Regions from separate parts of the Mus musculus genome. Here region 2 is linked to region 1. The links are chromatin contacts, called in public HiChIP or PLAC-seq maps. All regions are on one chromosome and are shown on one strand. The core of a region is the stretch at or near the end of the contact, and the rest is flanking DNA. Distances in the headings are between cores, read along the strand shown. Region 1 has its middle 39 kb from the start of 4930539M17Rik. Region 2 overlaps Gm33169 (a long non-coding RNA gene).

Region 1 (2,703 bases), core at 153-2,652:
TAGACTACATTAAAAGGTGGCCTTTTATTTGGCACACGGAGAACAAACCTCAGAGAGATAAAAATAGGCAGATGTTCTCAGCCCCTTGCCTTCGCCCCAGGACATACCTTGTTCATTCCTTGCAGTGGACCTGACCATACCCACCTCTACTTGGTCTGTAGGCAGAGCTTTATATCCCAGCCCATGAGTGTCAGTGGGATGGAAGGGAATACAAGTGACTCCTACTTACCAATACCGGGAGGGCTGTAGCTGAGTAGAAGACAGATTACTTAGCAGGCCTGAGACTCTAGGACCTATCCCAGGCACACAGAGGAAAGGGCCTGATGGTGCAGACCTGTAACCCCAGCTGTCCTGAGGCTGACAGACGCCTGTGTGGACAATTGAGCAGATCGGAATAGAATGGTTAAGGCTCTAGGTCAGTGATGGAGGGCTTGTCTAACATATGCAAGCTCAGGGTCCAGTCTGCAGTAAGAGAAGGATCAAAGCCAAAGCTTGTGACATCTGTGCTGCCGATCTAATGCACACTAGGAATAAGGCACGAGTTCTAGAGCCTCCTTGTATCGATCACCTGAGCTCACACCCACAAGTGTGTAAATTACGAGCTCTGCCTCCCGCCATTTTCCACACTGGGGTTTAGCAAGTTGTGGCTTCTTGTCCTGTGCCACTAAAATAGTGGAGAGATGTTCCAGTGGAAGCCAGTTTGAGCCCCACATACAAGGTGTTCTTTTATATATTATTTACGGTGCAGGGGATGGAACCTCTGGCTTCTCGTGCTAGGCAAGAGTTTTTCCCCACCTCCATATGCAGGATTTAAAAGAGACAGACATAGGGAAGAGGACTTTTAAAAAGGAAGGTCACACTTATTTTTTTTTAAAGTAGTCTGTTTCTGAAGAATTTTGAATGTTGGCAATAGAGCAAGTCACATGAGCTATGTCAGTTGCCTCCCACCCCACCCCTACCCCCAGGAAGAAACCCCTTCTCCACACCTCATTCCCCCAAGATTGGATTTAGATAAATTTACCAGCTAAACCACCCTGAAGATTGCAGAACAATTGGCCTACAGGTGTGGCTAGGAAAAGCCTGGAATTCTCAGGGGTCACCTGAGTGTGGATTTTACATAGCCTCCCTCTGTTCTCCCTGGGGACAGGTCTCTCCCTCTCCCCACCTGCATTATCTATGGAAAGGTTCCTTAGAGCCTGTTTGCAGATTCCCCAACACTCCCCCCTCCACCCAGTCCCCACCCCTCCCACCCCCACCCATTGCACCCTGGCGAGTCCCCGCTGGGCTGGTTCCCAGAACCTCTGAGCTCAAAGGCAAGAGCAGGGTGGGGTGACTTCCCTCCCTGCAGGGAATTCCAGCAGGCCCTCCCCTGGGCTTCTGCTCAGCCCCATTCCCTTGCAATAAGGAAGTTTAAACAATTCTGACTTTGCACCCTACCCTGACAGAGCTCCACTCTGTCCCACAGGCACCAAGGTACACCCTGCATATTTTCACATCTGACTTTAAAGACACCCCAAATAAAACTGACGCTAACATCCATGATCAAAAAGTCCAGTGTTTTCTAAAGAGAAGCATTAAAGAATGACTGTATTAGTATTAACTAAAAAAGTGTAACACGTTATGTCTGATCAGTGATTCATTATATATAACATTAATTGCTTGGTTATATTTGGGCCTGATGAACATTTTTATTGATTGCCTAGCATCTACGACCTATGACATGCTTGCGCGGTACACTTTTAGTCAAATCAGACCAGGCTTTGTTCTCAAAGAGCAGGAAGCCCTTCAGAAAGAGAGCCACGTGCAAATATAAGAGTCTTGGGGAACGAGCTGGAGCAGTAAAGTAATTCAGTGTGGAATGCTTGCCCAACACAGTAAAACCCTAGGTCCAGCTCCACCAGCAAGACAAACCGCCATTATCCTCCTCCTCTTCTTCATCTTCACAGAGAGTTCAACACGCAACAGTTGCAGGGGAGAGCGAGGAGAGCTGTGTCTGAGGGGCTTCTAATGCCCCCAACCATGAGGGCCTGGTTCTCTTTCTTTGCTCCATGGCTCAAGACAAAGCCGTCTCTTGAGACCTTTCTTCTTTCCTGCATTTATTCACTCACTGGTTCATTAAGCAGTGTTCTTTTCCAGGTATGGTGGTATACACCTGTAATCCCAGCATTTGGGAGGCAGAGGAACTCAAATTATCTAGGGTTCAAGACCAGCATAGGCTCCATCACAAGATCTTATCTCAAAAGACGAACAAACAAAAATGTTCTTGTTTGACCTTGGCCATGGCATAGGCCTTGGGAAATGGCAAAGTCTCAACCTCTTGAGGTTTGTCCCTGATCAGGGGAGGCAAGTCAGGAAAAAAAAAGCCTTATAACCATGTTACTAAAATAACTTCACGTGAAGGCTAGAGATGGCCTCACCAGCTGACACCGTGATTTTGATCTCTAGAACCCATATAAAAGCTGGGTGCAGTAGCCTGCACCTCTAATTCCAGGACTCCTATGGGCAAGATGGGACTCAAGACAGGAGAATCGTCTGGAATGCCTAAAAAACATAGTACAGCAAGAGAGACTGCCTTGAAACAGGGCAAGAACTGACCCCTGAAAGTAATTTTCTGACCTCTATACACAGGCAGTAGTGTGAGTGCACACACACAGGACCCCACACACGCACAGGATAGCATGGGTGGGCACGAGCACATGCACG
Region 2 (2,700 bases), core at 79-2,578, 550 kb before region 1:
GTGACTGATACCCTTAAAGAAAAGAATTCTACTCCACAAGTGTCATCTCCCTGTGTAAAAATACAGGGCTGTGCATACACTATAAGCAAAACACAGGGACTTCCAAATGCAAATGAATGTGACTAGTTCTTGAGAAAATAAATTGAAAGCATACATACTATTCTGTAGACATATACAAACCCATGAATTCATATAAATGTCTTTATTCATTCATACACACAGAAAGAGTGCAAGTTACTCTTCCTGATGATGAACAGTTATGAACTGTTTAAAATGCTCATTGCTTTTTACCAAGGTCAGCGGGGGACATCTGTGTTACAAAGGGAAGTGGGACGCCTTTCCGAGGACCACCCTAGAGCTGGATCCAGAGAGGTGAAGAGTCCAGAGTGAGGGAGATGAACTGCACACAGGTAACCATGCTCTGAGTTCAGGGGGATGGGGCGGGTGCTGGCACAGTTTGAAGAAGGCCCTTTCTTTGACAGAAAGGTGAAAAGGGAGAGGAACAGAGAGGTTGGGATGGATGCTGGAGGGCTCCTCAGCAGAAGTCAGAAGGAAGGGAGGAGAGTTACAGGACCATAACCCTGTAGTTGAAGGGCCACTGGAAATGAGTGCGTTGTGAAACTCGGGAGCAGCCAGGCCTCCCTGGGGTAGCCCTTGCCTATGATCCCAGCAGAGGTAGGAGGTTCAGAGGTTCAAGGTCACCCTCAACTATTCAGTAACTTCAAGGTTGGCCTGGGCTACAAGGACAGTATGTGCCTTTAATCCCAGCACTAGGGAGGCAGAGGCAGGCAGATTTCTGAGTTCGAGACCAGCCTGGTCTACAGAGTTAGTTCCAGGACAGCCAGGGCTATACAGAGAAACTCTGTCTCAAAAAACCAAAATAAATAAATAAATAAATAAATAAATAAATAAATAGGACAGTATGTAAACAAGCAAACCACTAATAAGTAAATAACTTTAAAAACAGCTCTGGGACTGAGCTCAGCGGTTAAGAGCACTGACTGCTCTTCCAGAGGTGCTGAGTTCAATTCCCAGCAACCACATGGTGGCTCACAATCATGTGTAATGGGATCTGACACCTTTATCTGGTGTGTCTGAAAACAGTTACAGTGTACTCATATACGTTAAAAAAATTTTTAATCTTAAAAAAAAAAAAAAGCAAACAACTCTGCAACAATCTGGGGACAGCAGCGGACTAGAGGGGCCGTAGAAAGCTGAGTGAGGATTAGAGCCATGTAAGATGTGAGAAGGAATAGAAGCGGCTCTCAGGAGGAGCCTGAGGACTGGGTGGGGGAGGGGAGCGTTCCCGGAGCTGCTGAGAGCAAGGGCCCCTAAGCACAGGCACACCCTGTTTGGTGACAGAGTTCCTTTGGTGACAAGCTTCTGGGGCATCCTGGTTTGTGCGTCCAGAAGCTTCATCAGGTGCAAGAACCTTTTTGGGAGAAAATGTATAAAATACGTTATTTAGGAAGAGCATCTTTAGAGTAAAAGAAATGGCAGCAAATTAAGGGTAACAAAAAGCTGAAAAACAGCACCTCTAGAAATGGTAATTTTCTTATAATTGTCAGTCAGCACGTAGCATTATTTATCTACATTTTCTCCATATCTTTTCTTTTTTAAAAATGAAAGTTATAGAATATAAAATTTACCATTTCAAAGTGTGCAGTCTAGTGTTTTTTTTTTTTTTCCTGTCTCCTCAGAAGGAAAACCCACATCCATTCCACAGTTACCCTGTTCCCCCACAAGCACCTCCTCACCGCCCATCCACTCCTGTCCGTGCGGGAGGGCTGAGCGGTCCCTCCTCTGGCGCGTGTGCACAGTGGTCCTTGTGAGTTTTCATGGTACTGTCTCTCCTTCTCTGGATGGACAGTCTCCATCACCCTACCTTCAAATCACCAATTATTCTACTTGATCAGATCTACTATTGAGTGTTTTCAGTGAGCTGTGAATTTCCGATATTATGCATATTAGCTCCGGAATGCTATTGGACTTAAAAACAAAAAAAACAATCTCTGTCTCATTATCAGTGCTCTGCACTTGAAAAGTCTGATGCCTTTCAACTTTCTAATGAAGAAACTGAATATTTTATTAGTTATTTTCCTGTAAAACTGTTGCTTAACCAGTAAAACAGAGCCAGCAGATATAGCACACTGCACAATTAAGATAACATTGTTCATGTGTCCCTATTCAACTAAAACACTTTCCTCCACACCCAGTAGCTCCAGCAGGATGGTCATTAAATATCTTGACCTAGATCCAGAAATAAAGGAAAGCAAGTTACAATATTATGTAAAGCTTCTAACAACGTTATCTGAGAAATACGTCATTTCTTAAAAACAGTTTTATCACAGATAATCCCATGAACTATGAATACAGGAGCCTAGAGCCAAGTCTAAAATAAAAGTGAGCCGAGCGGGCTGGAGAAATGACTCAGAGGCTAATGACACCTTCACCCTCTGTAACTTGTAACTTGTAGTGGTTTGAGTGAGCAATGGCTCCATGGGCGCAGGTACTTGAATGCTTGGTCCCTACGTGGTGCTGCTGTTTGGGGAGGTGGTCCAGCCTTGCTGGGGGAAGTATGCCTCTGGGGTAAGTTCTGAAGGGCTCACAAGCTTGTCCACTTCCTGTTCTCTCTGCTTGCTGTTGTGGTTTAAGATCTGGCCACTCAGCTGGCTGCTCCTATGGCCGGCTGCCATACCT

What was found. HiChIP or PLAC-seq counts read pairs in DNA pulled down with a chosen protein or histone mark.
Region 2: a contact with region 1 is called in an H3K27ac HiChIP or PLAC-seq map of embryonic stem cells, with 2.9 times the contacts expected there. The contact joins two enhancer-like sites. A contact is called at or near these places in 1 of 484 Hi-C or Micro-C datasets (embryonic stem cells) and 7 of 115 datasets of contacts at active chromatin or transcription factors (bone marrow-derived macrophages and embryonic stem cells).

What each region holds. Positions count from the first base shown.
Region 1 is chr3:9,100,075-9,102,777 of GRCm38.p6, reverse strand. No RefSeq gene overlaps it. Among named protein-coding and RNA genes, the nearest start is that of 4930539M17Rik, 39 kb to the right of the region's middle. Within about 2 kb of position 1,402, at least 24 of the 459 cell types and tissues checked have an H3K27ac peak or open chromatin away from gene starts, as enhancers often do. A contact at or near this core is called in embryonic stem cells, where this site is marked.
Region 2 is chr3:9,647,154-9,649,853 of GRCm38.p6, reverse strand. It overlaps Gm33169 (a long non-coding RNA gene), which reads left to right. Exons shown (of 6, transcript XR_878676.2): 5 at 296-410; 6 at 1,701-2,242. Among named protein-coding and RNA genes, the nearest start is that of Gm33169, 15 kb to the left of the region's middle. Within about 2 kb of position 1,328, at least 50 of the 459 cell types and tissues checked have an H3K27ac peak or open chromatin away from gene starts, as enhancers often do. A contact at or near this core is called in embryonic stem cells, where this site is marked.